Linked DNA regions of Mus musculus: region 1 is linked to region 2. Evidence: chromatin contacts called from public ChIA-PET data. All regions are on one chromosome and are shown on one strand. The core of a region is the stretch at or near the end of the contact, and the rest is flanking DNA. Distances in the headings are between cores, read along the strand shown. Region 1 holds the start of Trim39 (tripartite motif-containing 39). Region 2 has its middle 29 kb from the start of Rpp21.

Region 1 (4,549 bases), core at 1,453-3,952, 42 kb after region 2:
GGTGCTGGGAGCAGAGGCTTTCATCTCTGATCTTCCGCTTGACCGTCTGGAGCTGCTTGGCGATTTCCACCATACTGCCTAGCTGTCGGTTAGGCCGGAGACTCCGGTATCGGGATGTCTTCCGACAGACAGGGCAAGGGAAGTCCCGCTCTAGGTCTTCCCACCAGCGGGTAATGCACGCTTTGCAGAAGTTGTGCCCACATTCAATAATAACTGGCTCCTTCAGATACTCTAGGCATACAGAACAGCTTGCTTCCACCTGCAGGTTCTCCAGAGCAGCGGCTGTGGAGGCTGCAGAGGTTCCAGCCTCTAACAGACTTGTCTCTGCCATTATAACTTGGAGGCAGGGAGAGAGGAAAGAAGTGTTAGTTGGAGGGTTATTTTGTTTCCTGACATTAGCTCCCAGTAAGCCATAGGTCTAGATGAAGCCCCATCTTGGTATTCTCCCATTTCCACCTTTTCATCTGTTGGTCTATTTACAGTGTGTGTGACCTCTCCCCATCACTGTTATTATTATTTTATTATTATTTTGAGTCAGCAAATATCAGCAGTGCCCAGAATTTCTTTACCTCTGCTTTTTCAATACCAGCAATGAAAAGGAGCCTGATATGGCGACTGAAACCCATTTCCCTAGCCATTTTTGAGGTCAAGGTAGGGGGACTGTCATTAGCTGAAGGCCAACGTAGGCTACACAATGAGTTCTAGGTTAGCTTGAATTACACAGATCTTATTTCTACAGGGAGGGAACCATGGGAAATGAGATATGTCACATAAGCCAAAGTATTAAGATTTTAGCTGGGCATGGTGGCTCACTGTGAGGCAGGAGGATCAATACAAGAATAAGGCTAGCCTGGGCTGTAGAGTAAGATTTGTAAAACAAATAATATATCTACATATCTATTAAAACTGACTATCAGCCCTAGAACTCATTACTACTTTAAAGAACTTCATATATAATTACTGCATCGATTTCAAAGAACCCCAAGCTACTTCTTCTAACGTCATAGGAAGTTTATTGTTTTAGAGTCTAGCCTTGATTGTCTGCTGTTCCTCTTAATGAGTTACACTACAGTAACACACTGTTTCAGGGAAAGCATGACATGGTTCTTCCTTTCCCCAAACTAGCCCAAAGGAAGAACGCTCTCTTCTTGAAGATGCTCCTGTCACTCACCGCATTTCTATTTGTGTGCAGCTGGGATGGCTGCAAAGCAACAAATACATATCAGCTCTAAGGAAGCACCATTGAGTGCATTGAGGGCAGCAGCTTCTTGGAGAGAGAGCTGGCAAGTACATTCTAAACATTCAGTGGTGACTGCAGTCTTTCAACGTCACTACTGATAACTAACTCCTTAGATAGTCAGTGATTAGGAAGGAAATTAGCCAGGTATGGTTAATACTAGGTAGGTAGCGCATGTACCGAGGAGGCAAAGGCAGGAGCCTCAGGAACTCGAGGCCAGCCTAAATTAAATATAACCAATAAATAGTTATTGGTCTCAATAAATGAATAAGTGTATGGAAAGAGACAACCAAAGCTCTCCATTCTTAAGATGTCAATACATAAGTAAGCTAATTTATCTGGTCCCATAACCCCCTACTTTCCTTCTGTCCCAAAAGGGGCCCCCCAAAAAGGAAGGAAATTTGATAGGTCTACCCATCGACAGAAAAGTGCCCATGTAATGAATTGGGGCAACAATGATTATTTCTGTATACTGGTGGTACAAATGGAAGGATTTTAAGTAGGAGTTGGTAACTTATCCTCTTTTAATGGAGAAAAGAATTGATCCAGATAAGTACAGTTGGATGATTTCTTTCTTCTCTGCCCATTAGAATCCAGTTTTGACTAGTGACTTAGCCTCCTCCTCCTCAATCCTACAGATAAGTGGCATCCTCACCTAAAACTGAACCATATTCACACTTGAGAGACCTGCATGTATCTAATTAGCAAATAGATGGTATGAGAGAGAAACGGGCTCAAGGATAGTGAAGAACGGAGAGGATTTGGAGCTGGGGGTGGTGTGGTGGTGGTGTAGAGGGCAGCCATAATATGGCCTTGTGCTCCTCTGGCTTGATCCTTCCTCCCACTCTCCATTACTCGATCTCAGTGTAAGTAATCGCGTCAGAGACGTCCACGTTTTGCCTTTAATCACTATTGGGTACCACCTCAGGAGCCTCTTTCAAGCACTGGCCACAACTCTGTCCCACCCGTTCTCCATCTTCTCCAGCCATATCGGGAGCATGAGGACCAGAGTGAGGGAGCATACGTCGTGCTTGGCAGGGAGGAACGGATGCGTGTCTAAGTGAGGGAGAGGTGTGACGTGAAGGTGGGATGCCCGCTGCCATGTCGCAGCCCAGACCCGCGATGACTGCGTCAGTTTCACCCGGGGAGACCAAAGGCAGCGGGACAGGGGAACGGCGGGGTAGCCAAGCAACGCCGGACGCGCTGACGTCGCCGGGGCGGCAAACGTCCTCCGGGCCCGAGGCGGGCGGAGGCAGCTGTGGTTGCGCGCCGGCCGGCTGACGTACTCGCCGGGCGTAGGGCCGCGGCGAGAGGAGCCCGCTCGCTGGAGCCGGCTGCGGGACCCTTGTGGCGGCGGCGCAGCACCTACCTTCCCGGCTCCGGGTCCCGGAGTGCCGGGCGCGGAGCCGCCGGAGCACTGCCTCCCTCCTTCCTCCTCCCCTCACCCCCGCCCCGCGGCGCGACACACAATACTCGCCGGAAGCGGAAGCCGCGCTGCGGCGATGGAAGACAGCTGCGCGGCGCCGAGCCGCCGTGCCAGGGCCTAGTCGGGCCCGCGGCGGGTGGCGGGCGGAGAGCCGGAGGCGAGGGCCTGCGCGGCTAGTTTACCGGGCGAGAGGGAACCCGCCGCTTCCCGTGGCTGAGGTGCTGGCGCCCAGGTGACCAGAGCGGTCCCCCGGAGACTGAGGGCCGCGCATGCGCGTGGCGAGACGCCGAACCCCATGGCGGGCAGCGCGCCGTGGCTGGGCTGGCAGAGCTGCGCGGTCAGCGAGCCCGCAGAGGCTCAAGCTGGTCCTCGGTGGGGCTGGGAACCGCAGAGGCCTGGGCGGCTACGGGTTGTGGGCGTTGGGCCACACTTTCCCGGTCTCCGGGTCAATTCTGGGGGAGGGTTGCTGTTTAAGGCGGCGGTGTATTACGTGGCCGACCTGAGAGTCTATGCTGGCACGTCACTTCCGACTGGCTGAGGTTTGGCAATTTAACCGGCAAGCTGTAGTAGGTGAGTTATCTTGGCTGCAGACCGAGGTGCGTCTTTTCCCCTCCTCCGGTTGGGTGATGTATTAGCCAGGGGTTCTCTAGAGCTACAGAACCTAGTGAATGTTTCTCTCTCTATAATTAATCGTGATGACTTACAGGCTAACCCAACAATGGGCAGCTGTGGATGGGAAGTCCAAGAATCTAGTAGTTGCGCAGTCCCACGTGGCTAGTTCTTTCAGCTGGTCTTCTGTAGAAGTAGGTTCCGACAGATGTGCTGGCAAGTAAGTGCAAGCCCGTGAAGAAGAGAATCTTCCTTCTTCCTATGTCCTTATGTAGACTTCCAGCAGAAGGCGTGGCCCAGATTAAGGTGTGCACCACCTTGTTTGGATTTGGGACTTGCTTTCTCCCGGGCTGACTTTGAACTCAGAGAACTCCTTGCCCCAGTCTGGGATTGAAGTCGTGTACTGCCTTGCCTGGTCCTAAACTTAATGGCCACTGTACCTCAAGATCTCCATGTCAAGATCCAGGTCAGAAACTTGTGTCTTCCAGCCTCAAGATCTGGATCACAGGTGAGCCCTCCAATTCTGGGTTGTAATTCCTTCCAGATAGTCAAGTTGACCACCAGGAGTAGCCACCACAGCTGACATTAGCGAAACGCTTTCCCTGGCTGGAGCTGGAGTGTAGAAAACCGGTCTAGTTCGGTGCTTTGCTGCCCCTGCATCTAGGATGCCAGGAGGACCAAATCCTGTGCTCAGGAAACACTGGGTGGGAACCAAAGCCTGCTTCTTTCTCTTTGAAGACCTTGCTTAAGTTTCTCTGGGAGAGCAGATGGAGCTTATGGATAGACTCCAGACTTGCACATTGGCCTCCTTGTTGTGTTTTATAAAAAGATAAGGAGAGAAGGAGTGTGTTTGGTGGAGGTGTAGTCAGGTGTGGGAGGAGGGGTGCCTCTGCAGGCCCATGCTGCCGCATCCCTCCCCCCTGAGGGACCAGCCACACGATGACGATGGCATAGTATAGAATAGAGTTTATTCAGGGAATGGGGAGGGGATTTGAGAGGGTAGTAGAGACGGAGAAAGGTGGGGGGGGGGGGGGAGAAGAGAGCAGAGAAGAGAAGAAAGAGAAGTAGAGGCCAGCCGTGAGTGCCATGAGCACGTGGGGAGAGAGGAGGAGGCGAGTGGTGAGAGAGGGGGAAGAGGCAGGACAGGACAGAGTAAGAGCAAGAAGGCAAGAGAGGTAACTGGGGCAGAGCCTAGACAAAATGCTAACGCTTGTTGTTTTTGGAAGTGTCATAAACCTGTCATGGTGAAGATTTTTGTGGAGGGGATGAGTTGATGT
Region 2 (4,501 bases), core at 966-3,465:
CACAGTACCAGGCCTGTAACGATGAGGTTTCTTCACTCCTCTGGTAGAGGGCGCACTTTTGTGAGCTTGTGAGCTTTTGTTGTTTCCAGGGTGCTTTACCACCTGTGATTTGCGGTCAGCTAGCAAGATGCAGCACTGGCATTGGAGAGCACCGGATGGGGCCGCAGCGAAGGCTGCAAATACAATTACAAATCTTATTTCTTCATTTCCTTCCTCCTTCCCATTCTTCTTTCCCTTCCTATAATAAGACCCAAAACTCTGGCGTTTTAAATTTTATTACTTTCACTGTGAGTCTGTGTGTGTGTGTGTGTGTGTGTGTGTGTGTGTGTCTGTCTGTCTGTCTGTCTGTCTGTCTGTCTGTCTGTCGTGTACCTGTCCATCTTCTTCCCCAGCACAGATGAGGAGGTCAGAGGGAACCTTGCAGAACCAGGTTCTCTCCTTCCACTGTGTTTGTCTCAGGGATGGCATTGGTGGCAATTGCTTCCCCCACTGAGCCACTGACCTTGTCTTCCAAGCTCCATGGATGTTTTTCTTTAGAACTGGAGGAATTGTCCTTCAAGCACCAGAGACCAGGTTCTAGGTTTACCTAGGACACCTGCTTATAGGATGAGGTTTAATTAGTTAATCCCACTAAAAGTGACTGTTGGTTGAGGCTATTCTAAGATGATCTAGGGAGAGGTCAGGGTCTTCTTGTCCTCCCACATTGGCATTCCCTAGAGAATGGAGGTATACCTGCCCAACTCAGCATCAGGAATCCCAACCGTAGTTCAGCTCAGTGAGCAACGGAAAATTTGAAAAAGCCGCCAGGCCTCCAGTACCTTCTATCTTAAAACCTAAAACCACAAGCACAAGTTAGAAGAAGTGAGTATAAGTTACAAAACTTTATGGGAGACAGGACGAAGAGATGAGCTCTCCAATATTTGGCTACTATTTTGGCTCAGACGACAAATGTCATTGGATGGTGTCTAATGAGGCTGACTCATATCAGGACTGCTCCAGTGACACTACATACTAAACAATCACTTATAGACTGCCCATTTCATTTCGTGCAGCACGGGGCAAGTGATCTGCAGTAATCCCTGGGTCCTGTTATCCAGAGCTGTTCTAGAGCAGGTTGGAAGGATCTAGTGTTCACCATGAGCCAGAGTCTCTTCTTCTTGGTAAGCAGATCTGGGGGTCTATGTCAGGTGGGAAAGCCTGGAAGAGGTGGTTTGGGGAGGGGACAGGTCAAATTCCCACATGACTGAGTTCTCATTATTTAGAGACTCAGAATAGAATGGAAGGCCTGAGCTGGGTCCTGGGAATGTTGAGTCCTGGTGGAGATCAACATTTTTTTTTTCTGTAATCACCATTGAGTGGCAGAGCTCTGCTTTCATACCCTTGTGTTTTCTTGTCCTGGAAATCTGAGCCTCATTTCAGGACCCTCAATTTCTATATAGAAGACACTATGAAGCACCCTTAGTAAAGTGGGTGGTCTTCTTAGGCCAATTTTCAATTGTATTGTGCTGCATGAGAGACCTTGTGGGGTTTGATTCTATGCAATCCATATTGAGTGATCATGGTGGCCTCCACAGTCCCTCTGATAAGCAGACTCCTGTTCCTTCCTTGCCTATACTAGGCTGTTGGTGTAAGGAGGCTGGTGAGCATGCCCCTAGCAAGAGCGGGTGGGGAGCATCAGGGCTTGCAGCTGCCCAGGGACAGACTCCTGAGCAGGGCAGCAGCTGACAGCCCAGGTTGACAGTGAGGTGACAAATCAGGACTGTCAGCCAGCGATCACCCAGAAAGAGAAATCATAAGCTGAAAAGAAGAATACATTCATCTTGGGACACCATCTGCAGCTGAAAATGGGGAATGGACTGTCAGTCCAGACTTCCATCCTGTCCATATTGAGTGATCATGGTGACCTCCACTGTCCCTCTGGTAAAGCAGACTCCTGCTCCCTCCTTCTCCATACTCAGCTGTTACTTTAAGAGCTTCCTTCTCTGGGCGCCTCGCCACCTAGGGAGGCTGGCTAGTGTGCCCCTAACTAGGTTTAGCACTAGGTTTAGGCTGGTGCGCCACAGCTCTTCTGCCCCTCCCTCCCTCTGTCCCTTCCCCCTTCAGACCTAGCTGCTGCAGGGGGAGGACTTCTAGGCAGCAGCTGACAGTAGACAGTAGGGGCAGAAAGTGAAATAGGCAGAGGCTGACAGTAGACGCTCCTCCCTCCCTCTGTCCCCCCCCCCCCCCCCAGTCAGACCTCACTGCTGCAAAGGGAGGACTTCTAGGCAGTGGCTGACAGTAGACAGCAGAGGGTGGAAAGTGAAATCGAGTAGCTCTCTCACCCAGAAAAGGAAATTCTCAACAGATAAGAAGAAAGCATTCAGTTTGGTAAACCATTTGCAGCTAGAACTTGGGTATGAACCAGCCTGCCACCTTTTGGTCCTTTCCCACTGGTTTGGACTGTGCTGGAAAGACAACAATTTTATGCAGGCTGCAGTTCAACGACTTTGTAAATACCATGCCTACAAAAGGATTTAACACTGAGAAAACTAAGGTAACCTTGGGCAATTCTCAAACAGTCACTTTTCACTTCCGGATGTAGTCACTTTTCACTTTCTGAGCAAGAGAAATTAAGACCACTGTGATAGTTATATACCCCATGCATAGATGACATTGTGTTTGTGGTGGACTCTGTCGGTGTAGCAAACAGAAGAAGCCCAAACTGAACTTTATAAAATAACAAAGATATCAGAAAACCAGGGAGTCCCTGTACTTTTAGTTGCTACCCACCTGGTCTATCAGAGATTGAGACTTGTTACCAATAGGTGAATTGACCTCATGCACTCTTGGCATTGGCAGCCCACCTGTGCAATCATAGGAGGTGGGCTAAAGGAAGGACTTGAGAAAATACATGATATGATAATTAAAAGAAGAAAAATATTGCGGCAACAGAAAGAAAAGATTGGATTGGTGTGGAATAGATTTTCCTTGGTCTGATTTCTGACAAGTTGAAGAGTGTCTACAGCCTGGTTTTCCTGTCTGTCCTCACTGAGGCAATTAAAGCTTTGTGTTGTTGAACAGTCAGATACCCAACTCTGTTGCCTTGTGTCATGAGTAAATACAATGCTTCTTAAAGTGGTCTCTTCTCGCTGATTCACAAATCCTTTGGTACTACCATTGTGGGGAGCTAAAAAAGGCTAGTAATTGACCAGAATACAATTTTGTGGAAATTTGACCTGAAGTTAGGGAAATAAAACTTTGAAGAGAAAAAAAAAAGTGCTTGCTTCCTTCTCTGAAGCAAGGGATGCTTTCCTAACTCTGACTTTTCTTTCTGCCCTTAGGACATCTCTCCCTTGAGGCTGAAACTTCTTTGGGTCTCTTCTAGTCCTAGGCTTTGGGGGATTGCCCCCATCCTGGTCACCACAGGAGTGTTGGGAGCTGCAGCTCTCTGTCTGTGCTGGGTAGGTAACCCTGTTAGCATTTCTTTCATGTCTATGGGAGAAAAAGGAAAGGAATAGGAGCATGCTGTATAATGGTGTATAATGTATATTATTATACAGTGTATAATAGTGGTGAAGGGTATGCGGGGTGGAAGAGTTGACCTCTAGATGAATTCTCATGCATTTTGTCACTGAAGGCTTACAAATGAGTCCTGACAGAGTCAAGAGGCTGCTCAGTGCCTCCTCACCCCCTTTTTTTCAAATATGACTTTTTTTGATTTGTAAGATTAGTTCATTATTTATTTATTTATCATCATCATTTTTGATTTTATCGAGACAGGGTTTCTCTGTGTAGCCCTGGCTGTCCTGGAACTCACTCTGTAGACCAGGCTAGCCTCGAACTCAGAAATTCACCTGCTTCTGCCTCCCAAGTGCTGGGATTAAAGGCGTGCAACACCACTGCCCGGCTAGATTTGTTTATTTTATGTATATGTATATTTATTTTATCTATATGAATACACTGTTTTCATGCACACCAAAGAGGGCATAGGGTCCCATTACAGGTGGTTGTGAACGACCAGGTGGTTGCTGGGAGTTGAATTCAGGAATTCTGTAAGAACAGCTGCCAGGTGTGGTGGAGCGCGCCTTTAATCCCAGCACTTGGGAAGCAGAAGCAGGTGGATTTCTGAGTTTGAGGCCAGCCTGGTCTACAGAGACAGCATCCGGCCGCACTGGAGTACGAGTCGGGGAACGGTCTCAGAGGTCCCCGAGAGGCCGGGGGGAGGGGAGGGCGGCGGGGGTGGAGGATCTTACTCACACGCGAGCCCCGGGACGCACAATCCACAGACGACGGGTCCCCCACCCCCCACCCCGTCCAGGGAAGCCGGGACACAACGGGTCAGCAAGGCCCTCTCCCTCCCCGAACTGGCAACCCCGGGGGGTGACTCGCGTCGGCACACGAAAGCCGCGGCGTCCCGCGGGCCGGCGCCTGAGCGGGTACCGCCCGGGCGAGGACACAGAGATGAAGAAAAGCCAAGGCGGCCACGGGCCCCGACCGCCCCTAGCGGCCGCGTGCGGCGCAA

Evidence for each region. ChIA-PET counts read pairs in DNA pulled down with a chosen protein or histone mark.
Region 1: an RNA polymerase II ChIA-PET map of effector CD8 T cells shows a contact between it and region 2, with 89 read pairs. The contact joins the promoter of Trim39 here to the enhancer-like site in region 2. A contact is called at or near these places in 2 of 39 promoter capture datasets (macrophages and pre-B cells), 1 of 15 datasets of contacts at CTCF or cohesin (the NIH/3T3 cell line), 10 of 484 Hi-C or Micro-C datasets (CD4 T cells, CD8 T cells, bone marrow-derived macrophages and 4 more), 7 of 115 datasets of contacts at active chromatin or transcription factors (the SCID.adh cell line, effector CD8 T cells, embryonic fibroblasts and 3 more) and 3 of 9 other capture datasets (adipose tissue, liver and pancreatic islet).

Annotation. Positions count from the first base shown.
Region 1 is chr17:36,268,731-36,273,279 of GRCm38.p6, forward strand. It overlaps Trim39 (tripartite motif-containing 39), which reads right to left and starts at 2,703. Exons shown (of 7, transcript NM_178281.1): 1 at 2,607-2,703; 2 at 1-336. The coding sequence starts at 331.
Region 2 is chr17:36,227,081-36,231,581 of GRCm38.p6, forward strand. It overlaps the pseudogene Gm18604. Among named protein-coding and RNA genes, the nearest start is that of Rpp21, 29 kb to the right of the region's middle. Within about 2 kb of position 2,216, at least 10 of the 459 cell types and tissues checked have an H3K27ac peak or open chromatin away from gene starts, as enhancers often do. A contact at or near this core is called in CD8 T cells, the SCID.adh cell line and effector CD8 T cells, where this site is marked.